Regions from separate parts of the Mus musculus genome. Here region 1 is linked to region 2. A link is a contact called in public ChIA-PET data. All regions are on one chromosome and are shown on one strand. The core of a region is the stretch at or near the end of the contact, and the rest is flanking DNA. Distances in the headings are between cores, read along the strand shown. Region 1 overlaps Prkcq (protein kinase C, theta). Region 2 overlaps Gm13261 (a long non-coding RNA gene).

Region 1 (6,632 bases), core at 2,530-5,029, 870 kb after region 2:
GAGTGTCTCTGTGGTGTCATACCTGGGAAGCTCTTCCTAGTTCCAAAAGATCCTAATCATTAATCTACATTTCTAGTACTTTCAGTGGTTGACTGGTTTCATTTCAAAATAGCTTCCATCTGCCAAAATTTTAATTTGATGTTGACTGTGATATAGGCTTCAATTAGAGAACATAGTCCCATTTACTAAGCACATCTTCACTTTCCTCCCGACTTTCAGTCTAGCTCTCATTACATCCAGAACTTATATACTCATGCATGCTTATCTTCATCTGCTTCAGGATCTTTTATTTTCTTCTGTGTACCTGACCATCTGGTCTAACATCAATTCCACATTATTCCCATGATGACACAGAATGATCTGTGTCTATTCTGACTGATGGAGGGGAGAGACGGTTATACGGAGCACAAAGGGTTTTCAGGACAGTAATGCTGCTCCCTATGAATCCTGTCATTGCGGGAACATGGCCTTATTTGGTGATAGGAAACTATAAAACGTACAGCACCAAAAATGAACTCTACTGAAAACTGTACTTTCTGTATGACAGTGGTGATTGAACTAGGTGTATTGGGTAGGGATGTGGATGGTGGCAAAGCTCTGTGTGAGCAGAACAGGGCTTGGGGGAACCTTCTGCACGTCTCTGCCTGGTTTGGCTCTAAACTCGTTCTGTAAAATGAAGATCCATTGAGTGAAACAAATGCTAGACAGTGCTGCTGAAATCCCTGTGAGGAGGATAAAAAGGCAAATAGAGCATCAGCTAGATTACATTGTAGCAAAAATTATGATTCAAATACTGTGTTATTACAATGTTTCTCAAACTCTGTAGTGAAGTAACAAGGTTTTTAAATCCCACTTTCTATGAGAGCTCAACCCTCTTTGTTTTTCTTAGGAAACCTACTTGATACACTTGGATTAGTTACAGTTTTTGTTGTGACAAAATGCCTGGCGTAAGCAACTTAAAGGAGGAAGGTCTTACTACATGTAACCCCAGGTTTTAGAGATCTCGATCCATTATAGCAGGGAAGGTCAAAGTTGAACAGTGCACAGCATGACCTCCAGCAAACAGAGAAAAGACCTGGAAGGGGCCAGGCTTTCGTCAGGCTGACTGAGCCAGCTTTAGGTGTGAGCAGCATTAATATTCTGAGCTGGAGCAAATCCCATCATTCAGTTGTCTTCATGCATGTCAGAACAGTAGGTTCAGGCAGTGGGAAGACAATGGACTCTTGGCTCCTACTCCCTCTTCTACCACAGAGTAGACAGATATCTCATGTTGGTTCCTCTGAGTTTCAATTCCATTGTCTGCTTGTCTGCTCCATGAGAATCCAGACCAAATGTCTATAAGGAACATTTTAATCTTCACAGTGGAAGAGATTAGGGGATCCCTCTCTGATTTATTCATTGCTCTTATAATTTGAGTTGGAAATATCCCCCAGTTTCACGTTTTGAATGAGTGTCCCTTAGTTGGTGCCCCAGATAGATTTAACTGTCAACTTGACACAGCTCAGAGTCACCTGAAGAGAAAGTTTCAACTGAAGGATTTCCCAGATTAGCTTTACCTATGGGCATGAGGAGGATTGTCTTGATTGACGTCAGCAGCCCCAGTCCACTGTGGGTGGTACAATTCCCTAGACTGGTGACCTTTGCCTATATAAAAAAGCATGAGCCTATAGGTCAGGAAGCAGCATTCCTCCATAATTTCCGGTTCAAGCTCCTGCTTGAGTTCCTCCCCTGACTTCCCTCAGTGATGGAGTGTGACTTGGAAGTGAAAGCCAAATACACCCTTTCTTCCTGAGTATCTTTTGATCCTGGTATTTGTCAAACAACAGAATGAAAACAGAAAACCTGTTAATGCTAGGTGGAGAGGCTGTGGAGACTTTAAGGGGGGAAGGTTACTGATAGAAGGTCATGTAGGCCAGCTGCTTGAGGGTTAAATCCCCTCCCTGAATTCTGTTGTCTGTACTTCTGGCCTGCCCTGACATGAATGGCCTCTGTCACATGCCTCCAGTGAAGTGCACTGAGTGGCTCTGCTCTCCCTTCCCCACTATGATGGACGAAAACTCTCTGAAACTGTAAGCCATCATGAATCATTCACCCTTTGTTCCTGTCAAGGATGTGGCCACCGTGAAACAAAAAGAACTAGCGTAATTGCTTTGTTTTATTTGATCCATCCATTCACTGGTTCATTGTGAACGTATTGTAGGTCAATCCCTAGGTTTTCCATGCACCCTGGATGAGATGGGAGTGAGGGAGAGAGAGAAAGACTGATTATGCTTACTCCCTGTGTTTCCTTCTCACTGTGAGCCTAGAAGTCACTGAACGTGAAGTGGTGCTGGCAGATGGGGAGAATGGACCAGGGAGAGGTTCTTGCTGCTGCCACTTTAGTCACTAATTGAGAAGAGGCGTCTTATCTTCAGCTATGCTGCCCTGTTTAGTGGGTGGTGGCACCCTGAGCATTGTGGGTTGCTTCGTAATAACCCTGGCTTTAACCTTCAGGCAATAGCATCTGACCCCTCTGTTTACATCAGCTCTAGTGTCTCTAGTCTTGAGCACGTGTTCACTTGGAGTAACAGCAACCTGGTTGAGGAGGACAGATTTAGAACCTCCTAAGACGCAAGCACTGGGCAAGATACTGTGCAGAATAAGGGAGTAAGACAATGCAGGCCTCGCCTTGTGTGGTTCGCTCAAGTGCAGATTCTGTATCTAGAGTGGGCATCGCAGGAACCTGGAGTACTTGCTGAAGCCTAGCTTGCTGAGTGCTATAGTTTTAACATAGCAGGTCCAGGGTGCTAGAGACTTCTCAGGTGATGCTGCTATTGGAAGATCCCCAGGACACGTTTTAGGTATTACTAAGCTTCTGCCTCCATCCTTCAGATATGTAGTACCTGCTCCTGTTGTGGCCAAAAATACAGCCAAACTAATCCTTTCATTCAAACTAATTTGTATTTTATATGTTATAACTGATTTTGATCCCAGGATCCACATGGTAAAAGAAGAAATCCAGCTCCTATAAGTTATCTTCATGCATGCTGTGGAACATGTTATCTGCATGCATGCTGAGGAACATGTTATCTGCATGCATGCTGTGGAACATGTTATCTGCATGCATGCTGTGGAACATGTTATCTGCATGCTGTGAAACATGTGCTTCCTCACACCCTCTCCCCATGCACAAATGCTCATACACACAGATAGAAAAATGAAAATACCATTTTTAAATGTTTAAAAAGGAATTAGGCCTCAATTAACTGATTAGTCAACCCACAGTTAATGGAATGTCAGAGGAAAAACAAATCGAGCGGCCTGTACATTGGAGCAGTAGCAGAAAGTAATGGGTTTTATAGAATACATTTATTTTGACCTCCTTCTAAATGGGCAAGTCAGCAGGCTGGCCCAGAAATGAAAGTGTTGCCTAATTTTATAGTTTTCATGGAGTTGAAGCTTCAAACTTTGACTAAATTTTTACAACCTGCTCATTTATAAGTGAGAATGCTTCAGTGTAAGAACAAGACACAGGCAATTCACACAGACTCAGGCACACACACACATATCTGCTCACATTTATTTCCCTTCTGCCTGCAGCATCCTTTATGTGACAGAAATGGCCCGCATCAGCATTGTCCATCCACACTAGCACATGGAGGACTCCACCTAACACTATTTTGCATAAACTATCAGTTCATCTGGGGACAGCTATTTCCGCTCATTGTGGTGATACCAGTGAACGTTGTATTTTCTCTGAAAAGTGTCACACACCCTTAGGAGGAAGTGGGGTGTGGTGTTAATGCAGCAGTAAACACAGAAGTGTGTTGCCATTGGTGTCCCCTGCAGTGACAGTTCTGTTTCTCATCCTGTCCCTGACACCATCACAGCACTCCTTGTAGGATAAGAGGGCAAGAAAGCGAAGAAGCTCACCGTCTCCTTTCCCAATCCCCTCTAGGAGGAGAGGCTAACCCCAAATTGAGTTCTCATAGCTTATCTGGAACTAACTCCCAATCACATCCATGTATCCAGTAAAACACCTTACAACCCATTTGATGGTTTAGCTAGTGTTTATTGAATAAATATTTGAGTCAGCTCATCAACTTGGCCAGTAATTAAGGCTTATTCTAGGCATATGGATTGATCCGTAGTGTGAGTTGTTATATTTTCATCAGGAAGCACTTCAAAGGCTATATGGGAAAATCTTCGAAGGGTATCTGGGAAAACCATAGCTTACTTCTCCACTGGCCATTCAAAAGCATTTTCTGTGGGTTAACTCTTTGAATCTTCAGAACATGGACAGATCCAACCCCTCAGAGACTCCTAGGAAGTATGTCTACTTTATGCCTCGATTTGCACATAGAAGAATTTAGTCACAGAGTTTCAGACATTTGCTTAAGATATAGAAATGGGATACGATGGAGTTGACTTTGTTCTGAGATGGTCTCACTTGCAAACCTATGAGCACCTTCATCTCTTTGCTCCTCCCACAGTCCCTATGCCTATGTGTATATTCCCAATAAAGGTTAGATGACAGGGAAGACCCTGTACCCAGGGACTTCAGCCTCAGCTTCTCATCGAGGTGTCCTTTGACTCGGGCCCAGGCCCTAAGTTTGCTCCCCTGTACCAGGTGGTACAGTTTTCTTCACCAAGCACCAGCTTGTCCCTCAGAAGACTGCAAAGCCACAGCATCTCAGAGATAGTGCTGGGGCTGCAAAGACAATAGCATCATAGAGCTTATCTTTTCAGAGTTAACTTGACACAAGCAACAGAACCTTAGATTACATCTCCTCCTGTAAAAGGTAACATCTCCATGCCTGCCATTCCACAGACTGCCCATGAGGCTCTGGGTTTAGTTAGATACCCTGTCTAAAGAAAAAGAGGAAGAGGGGATTAGAATAAGGCACTGCACATCCTCTGGTCTCTGAACAGGCCCACAATCAGATGCACCCACATACATACATGCTCAGAAACCACACATATACACCACCCTACACAAAAACATACACCTGATGAACACATACCAAAAAAGGACCTTTGCATAAGCGTAAAGTAAAAGTCTGGCGCTAAGCATTGGATTCTAGTTTAATTGACAATGTTTGGCCTGTCTACAAAATAATAATGTTTCCAGTACTTAATGCTCAGCGCTTGAGAAGATAGGCATGGTAAGGTATTAAAACAAACCACAGATTCTTTAACGGTCTTCTAGTCAAGAGAGCCTATCACCCGCCCCTGAAGTCAAAGCTGCCCCGAAATCTTTGACCAGTTATATATGAGGCTGAAGTACGTTGTCTGAGTTCAGTGCCTAGCCTTGAAAGGCCCAGCAGTGTCCTTCCCTCTCATCCTCTTCTAGAGCAACTGCCATACTGACAAGCCCAAGACACTTCCGGGAGGATGAGGGACCTCATGGAGAGAGAAGCTGGGCTGTCCTAGCTGTCCCCACTGTGCTGGCTCATGTGACATAAGATCTGAGCTGTCCAACTGAGCACAATTCTATTTGATTGCAATTAATTGCAAGCAAAAATAAATGGCTGGTATTTAAGTCTCAGGGTCATTTGTTGTGCAAAGAAGGATAAGTCAGAGAGCAGGGAAGATGGGTAAGCACAGTTGTGATCTTCATGGGACCCAAAGGAGACATGTAACTGCACAAATCCTCAGGCTGCTAAATATATTATGTCTCCCAGAAACGAAATAATGCTATATATATATATGTGTGTGTGTGTGTGTATTATATATATATTCTTTTGTTTTGATTTATTTTTGTTCTTTCTTTCTGTGTAACTCTGGATGTCCTGGAACTTGCTTTGTAGACCAGTTGGCATGCCTCTGCCTCTGCCTCTGCCTCTGCCTCTGCCTCTGCCTCTGCCTCTGCCTCTGCCTCTGCCTCTGCCTCTGCCTCTGCCTCTCTGCCTTTGCCTCCAAAGTACTGGGATTAAAGGCATGTACCACCACTGTCCAGCTAAGAACTATTGATTTAACTCAATGAAGAGTCACAGTAATTTCTTAGGCACTCAGCCAATTTAATCATAATGACGCTTTTGGGGCTCTATGCAAGTAGGACTACGTGGTGGGGTTGTTCACAACTTGCTATATCAATAAGCAAAGAACACAGGTCAGAACCAGAAAAGCATGTAACTTTGAAGGCCATCCCAGTGACCTACCTCTGTCATCAGGGCCCTACCTTCACAAGACTCTATGGCCTTCAAAGTAATGCCACAATCTAGGTGTCTTAGTTAGATTTTTCCATTGGCATGAAGAGACACCATGACCAAGGCAACTCTTATAAAGAACAACATTTAATTGGGGTTGGCTTGCTGGTTTGGGGGTTCAGTCCATTATTATCACAGCAAGAAACATGGCATCATACAGGCAGACAAGGTACTGGAGGAGCTGAGAATTCTACATCTTGTTCTGAAGGCCAACAGGAAGAGACTGGCTTCCAGGCAACTGGAAGAAGGGTCTCAAAGCCCACTGCCACAGGGACACACTTCCTCCAAGGCCACACCTAATGGTGCCATTCTCAGGGCCCAGCATATTCATACTACCATACTAGGCACCAAGGGCTCATCATATAAGACTATGGAAGGCATTTCAAATATTATAATAATCAATTATTTCAATTATTATAATAAAATTATAATAATCCTATTTTG
Region 2 (6,241 bases), core at 3,080-5,579:
AGCTTGGATTTGGATCATTTGGGAAATTCCTCTCTTTCTGAACTTTGACCTCTTCCGTTACTAGTGTTGTACACGTTCAGAAGCACCTGTTAAGGAATGGGGAAAGCGATAGCTCAGTTGGTAAAGGGCTTGCAGCAAAAGCATGGGGACCTGAGTTCAAGCCCTAGAACCTACATTAAAAACTAGGCATGGAGGTACATGCTTAGAATCCAGGCACTGGGAAGATGAAGGGGGTGGGTCCCCAGGACTTACTGGCCAGCCATCCCAGCCACGAGTCTCCAGGCTAGTGCAAAACCTCTGCCTCCAAAACAAGATAAAACACGACTGAGGAAGACCCGTGAGGTTTATATCTAGCCACACACATGCACACCCATAGATACACGAACATGTACACATGTGCGAGCATGTACGTACGCATGACACCCACACGTAATGCATCAATGTACTTTTGGCATGTCATGCCATCTTTGGATAGACTGTAGATATATACTCATTTTGTGACAAATTTCATCTTATTCACTGAGATAGAGAGAGCAATGGTCACCCAGTGATGCCAGAAATATCCAACTGTAAACTGAACCTTAGCAAGAAGCTATACTATGACCTCACTATTTTTATTAAAATCGCCAACAACATTCCCAAGCAAGCAGGGGTAGGCTCTGACCTTGTCAGAAAAGCCACAGACAGCATCATGATGTCTCTGGTGCTCCTGTATTTACCTGGTGCACATGTTTTGACATATGTCAAAACTTGCTTTGATATACATCAATTCTTTGCAGCACAGAGCCCTGGGCTGGGAACACCACTCAGAAGAGCTAGTGGCTCATCTAAAGGTTAGTGTAGCCTGAGAAGTGGACAGAGAAGGACCATTTATTACCAGGTGAAACAGAGATGCCTTGGCACAGAGCCAACAGGACTTCAATTAGGCCAAGACAAACAAAGGAAGAGGAAATGAAGATGCCCCGCATTGCCTTCCTAGAAACATATACACAAAGCAAAGCCACTTCAGACCCCACTTGTCTGTTCCCAGCCCTGTCCTGCAGATACACAGGGAGGGACAGAAACAGTTAGCTAAGGACGTGCCTCTGCTGTAGATGATGAACTGGCAGCCACATGCCAGGGTGAAATAGATTTAGGACAGAGACAATGAGGCCCCCTTGGGTGGGGGGTTCTGGTTCTGTTTGCTTGACTGGGTTCAGTGTTTGTCTGGCAAAGAGGAGGAAGCTGCTCTTTGAGACCCGAGCACTGGTTTTATAAAGTCCTATTTCCTCTGTGATGAACCAATGATTTTTAATCACAGAATTGTTAATTAAATGAAAAAGGAGGGTGTGTGATTTCTGACCATGTTGACCTTACACTGTTTCTTTATCATTTCCCTTTTCTTGAGGCATATATAATATACTTGTGAGCCAGTTCAATAGCATGTGGTTCTAGTCCACAAGTAAAGAAGTGAACCTGCAATGATATCTTCAGCTATGATGTAATATATAACTCTGAAGCCTGCCACTTTAGTATCCAAATCATGGGTTCTTCCAGGCTCTCATTTTAAGGAATAATGTAAAGAGGCAAGGAAGCCCAGATACTCTGATAAGGTGCCTCCATAGTCCAGTTAAATGCCCCTTCTATTTCTATTGGAAAATTTAACAAGGAGATACAACAAAGTCAGAGTTTAGAGCTAGTGAGATGGCTCAGTGGGAAAAGAAGCCTACTGCCAAGCCGGACGACCTAAGCTCAACACTTAGGAGCCACGTGGTTGGAAGCAGAGAACGGACTCTTGCAAGTTGTCCTCTGAACTCCACACTATGCCTTTTCACATACATTCCTTTCCCCTCACGGGGTTATGTGTACACACACACACACACACACACACACACACTAAGTAAAAGGTACTTTTTAAAAAATGAAGTACAAAAACATGGAATTTTTGAGAGTAGAAATATTTAAAACAAATGCCACATTAAACAATTAAAGTAGGCATAGAGTTTAAAATAACTAACTTTCTATTCTAGGTGATTGGATGAGTTATTTTTAAATTACTTGTCTGCTCCTACCACGGCCACTGTTCTCTTTGCAGTGTGATAAATAAATTTGCTTTCTTTCTATTAAAAACGCATTGTTTTCAAACGTTACTTACTCTGTAGTATGGAGAGTTCCTGAAAGCGACGGTTCTGGTTCTCGCGACAAGACCGGGGAAGCGCTTGGAGGGTAGAGTCCACAGATGCTAGGCGTGCGAACAGTTTGTCCTGCCCCTGGATCCACCTTAGCCTTGGAGTTCACCTCACTTACGGGTCATCTGACTTGTTTGTTGAAGGGAGTATTTGTCTTCTGAATTTTCCCTCAGGCTACGGAAGAAAATAAAGAATCAGACACTTACCCCAGGAAACCTGCGTTGTGGGCGTGCGCTTAGTAGACTCTTGGTTTCACCCGCACGGTCTGTTTCTCAGGGTCTCTACTGAAGCTTCAGTGTTGACGCACGAGGGCTGGGGAGATGACTGAGTAATGAAAGCGTTTGCTGTGCAAGCAGAAGGCCCTGAGTTTTAATAAGTAGAGACGGTGGTGCCCACGTGTAATTCTAGCATTGGGGGTGGAGCTAGGTGGATCCTTGGGGCTCATTGGCTAGCCAACCTTCCAGTCTTCGAGCTCCTGAGTTGCAATATAAGAACCAGTCTCAAAAATAAGAAAGATGGCTCCCGAGGGACAGCACCCGCAGTTGACTGGCATCTGTATGTACCCACATACATAAACACACACATGAAAGTGGGACACAGGAAGGTCCTTTCGATTTCATTTTGCGGATCATGCCATCTGGCGCATCTCCAGATTCATAATTGCGATGCCTACTGGCCATGTTTACTTGCTGGACTTGACTCTCAGGCTCCCGTCTCTGTATGTGCTAAGCTGTTAGCTCTCTCCTTCTTCTCACCTCTCCTCCTCTACCTCACAAATCTCAGGGCTGCAAACCTGAGAGTGTCAAGTGTAGCTGTAGAGCACTGGGTGGGAAGACAGCATCTTAACTTCCAAACTTAGGCTAGTGTTTCCTTTTTCTTTTCTTTCTTTCTTTTTCTTATTTTTGTTGGTTTTTTTGTTTGTTTGTTTGTTTGGTTTTTGTTTTGTTTTTGTTTTTTTGAGGCAGGGTTTCCCTGTATAGCCCTGACTGTCCTGGAACTCACTCTTTTGACTAGACTGTCCTTAAACTCAGAAATCCACCTGCCTCTGCCTGCCATGTGCTGGGATCAAAGGTGTGCGCCACCACTGCCTGCCATTTCCTTTTGAGAAAGCTGAATGAACGAGCTTGTCTCACTGCCGGGCCTGCAGATTTGGGTAGAAAGCACAATCAACTGTGGCCAAATCAAATCTCTGTTCACAGAACACAAAGTTTCACATCGGGAGGCAGGATTGTCTCTAGTGACGTGGCTTTGACCACACCTACTATACCACAGAGCAGAAAGAGAGGTTAATTTGACCCTTAACTAGACAGGGACCAGATCGTATTCAAGCTTACATGTTGCTTCTTACATTGTGACTGTAATTCTTCTCTATGGATCTGCTGGCAGGACTATTGATTAGACACAGGAGGCAGATGGATTGTACCCAGTTGGGGTCATATTTCATACCCCGTTTATAACATATTACTATTTTACACGTTACAGGGTTTCAGTCTGAAGAGTTTTGGTGTGTGTGTTGTTTTTGTTTGTTTGTTTGTTTGTTTTTTGTAGACTCTGGGTAAAAAAAATATTATATGCAGATACCTGGGGGAGAGAATATTTTTGTGATTTTGAATTTGCTTTTAAGTGAAAATACATGTGTGTCTGTGTGTGTGTTGTATATGTGTGCGTTTCAGTGTTGGTACACCTGGGTGCATATGGAGGCCAAAAGTTGGCATCAGGTGCCTTCCCTAACCTCTCTCCATCTTACTAGTTGAAATAAGATCTCTCACAGGATCTGGAGTTCACTGTAGGCTGGCTATCCAAAGGAGTCCCAGGGAGCTGCATGTCTCTGCCTCCTTGGTGCTGGGGTTACAGATGTTTCAATGCCACCTGGCTTTCTGTGTGCATGCTGGGAATCCGAACTCAGCTCCTCGCTGGTGTGGTGACCACTTTACTACCCGAGCCATGTCCCAGCCCTTGCTTTCACTTTTAAGCTACTCATTTCAACCACACTCTGTCTTCTCACTCCCGGAATGGCGCCGACCTTGGACAGGACATTATAGATGGATCTCAGATTTTGTGTAAGTGTTCCAAGAAGCACGGGTGAGCTAGATACAGCACAGGTGATTTCAAAGAAGATCTGACATGGGAATTGCAAGAGGATGTGGTGGGTTGTGTTTGCTGTGGGTTTTTTTCCTCTCCCTTGCAGTCCTTTCACTTTCTGGGGATGCTGCTAAGAGCAGAGACAGTAAACTGCACTGGTAAAATCTGACAGATTACTTCAGAACTGGGGGCAAATAGAGGGAGCCACCCTACAGTCTCCTTTTGACGTTCTATTCTAATTTCATGTTTGTCTCATTTTACAACTCTCCCCATCACCTCCTGCCTCCAAGTTTTTCTATACTTGGAAGGAGTGCTTTTCCAGAAAGCATGGGTTTAGGCGATGTGTTTAGAGAGGTAGCAGAGAGGTCTGAGAGTTGTTAGGGGGTAAAGACAGATCCAGGGTTATATGAACTGTCTCTAAGTTCACTGCAGAAAGTTTGCCTAAAGGGGCTTTGTTGCTTATTTCTGAAGAAGGAGGAGGAGGAGGAAGAGGAAGAAGAAGAGGAGGAGGAGGAGGAGGAGGAGGAGGAGGAGGAGGAGGAGGAGGACAGTTGGAGAGATGGCTCAGTGGTTAAGAGCACTAACTGCTCTTCCAGAGGTCCAGAGTTCAACTAGCAACCACATGGTGTCTCATAACCATCCAATGGAGTCTGATGCCCTCTTCTGGTGTGTTTGAAGACAGCTACAGTGTACTCATATACATAAAATAAATAGATTATTTTTTTTTCGAGACAGGGTTTCTCTGTATAGCCCTGGCTGTCCTGGAACTCACTCTGTAGACCAGGATGGCTTTGCACTTGGAAATCTGCCTGCCTCTGCCTCCCAAATGCTGGGATAAAAGGCGTGCGCCACCACTGCCCAGCAAATAAATAATTCTTAAAAAAGAAGAAGAAAAGAGTTTTGGGTGTATGTCTGTACATATGATCTCTTGCTCTGTGTATCTGTACACATACTCCTCTCTCTCTCTCTCTCTCTCTCTCTCTCTCTGTGTGTGTGTGTGTGTGTGTGTGTGTGTGTGTGTGTGTGAACTTGGTTGTGTACATGCCTCAACAAGGGTGTGGAAGTCAGAGGGACAGCTTTCGGTCTTAGTCCCCACCTTCCATGTTAAAAGAAGAGCTCTTTCTGCTCTAATCTGGGGTCTCAGCTTTGGGGACTTTCCTGTCCATCTCCCATGTTCTTGTAGGAGCCCCTGGTTAGAGAGACTTAGGTTACCGCACTTGACTTTTATGTGGGCTCTGGGGATTTGAATTTTGGTTCAAACTCCTAGCTCTCCGGGCTGCATTATGTAGTAACAGGCAAAGCGTGAGGATTTTCTGAGTCTCGGAATTTTGGTTGCTGACATGAAAACAAGAAACAAACAAACTTAGAATCACAGCACTGTAAAGAATGTCTGGTGTGGCCAGGCAGTGCTGGCGCACGCTTTTAATCCCAGCACTCTGGAGGTAATGAGTTCAAGGCCAACCTGATGTACCAAGCAAGTTCCAGGACAGTTAGAGCTACACAGAAAAACTCTGTCTCAAAAAAAAAAAAAAAACAAAAAACAAAACAAAACAAAACAAAACAAAACAACCAACCAAACAACCAACCAAACAAAAGCCAAAATTAACTTCTCACAGGATGTGTTGCTCCAGTGGCTGTCTCTTTCTCTGGGCTGCAACGGCAGGATTTGAAGAGAAGATCTGTCCATCTGTAAGATTCTTGGGGCCTAAGAAATATGGCATGGTCTAAACAGCTTCCTTCTCAGTCCTCCTGTATGGACAGCAGAGATAGATGGGAACAAATTAACACATAAACTCTTACTTCTTTGGCTATTATTACAGTCCTTGCCAATATTTCAAGCCAGAGGAGAAGAAGGAGGCGTGGGAGGAAGAAGAGGAAGGGAAGGAGGAGGAAGAAGAGGAGGAGGAGGAAGAGGAGGGAGGGGGAAGGAGAGTGGGTAGGGGCAGGGGAAACATTTATGCACACCTGCCAAGCTCTACAAAAACTGTACA

Evidence for each region. ChIA-PET counts read pairs in DNA pulled down with a chosen protein or histone mark.
Region 1: a contact with region 2 is called in an RNA polymerase II ChIA-PET map of memory CD8 T cells, with 6 read pairs. The contact joins two enhancer-like sites.

What each region holds. Positions count from the first base shown.
Region 1 is chr2:11,214,587-11,221,218 of GRCm38.p6, forward strand. The region is part of intron 1 of Prkcq (protein kinase C, theta); the gene reads left to right. Among named protein-coding and RNA genes, the nearest start is that of Prkcq, 46 kb to the left of the region's middle. Within about 2 kb of position 3,780, at least 47 of the 459 cell types and tissues checked have an H3K27ac peak or open chromatin away from gene starts, as enhancers often do. A contact at or near this core is called in memory CD8 T cells, where this site is marked.
Region 2 is chr2:10,339,387-10,345,627 of GRCm38.p6, forward strand. Gm13261 (a long non-coding RNA gene) reads right to left here. Exons shown (of 4, transcript XR_001783229.2): 2 at 5,865-5,999; 3 at 2,135-2,342. Among named protein-coding and RNA genes, the nearest start is that of Gm39758, 22 kb to the left of the region's middle. Within about 2 kb of position 4,330, at least 25 of the 459 cell types and tissues checked have an H3K27ac peak or open chromatin away from gene starts, as enhancers often do. A contact at or near this core is called in memory CD8 T cells, where this site is marked.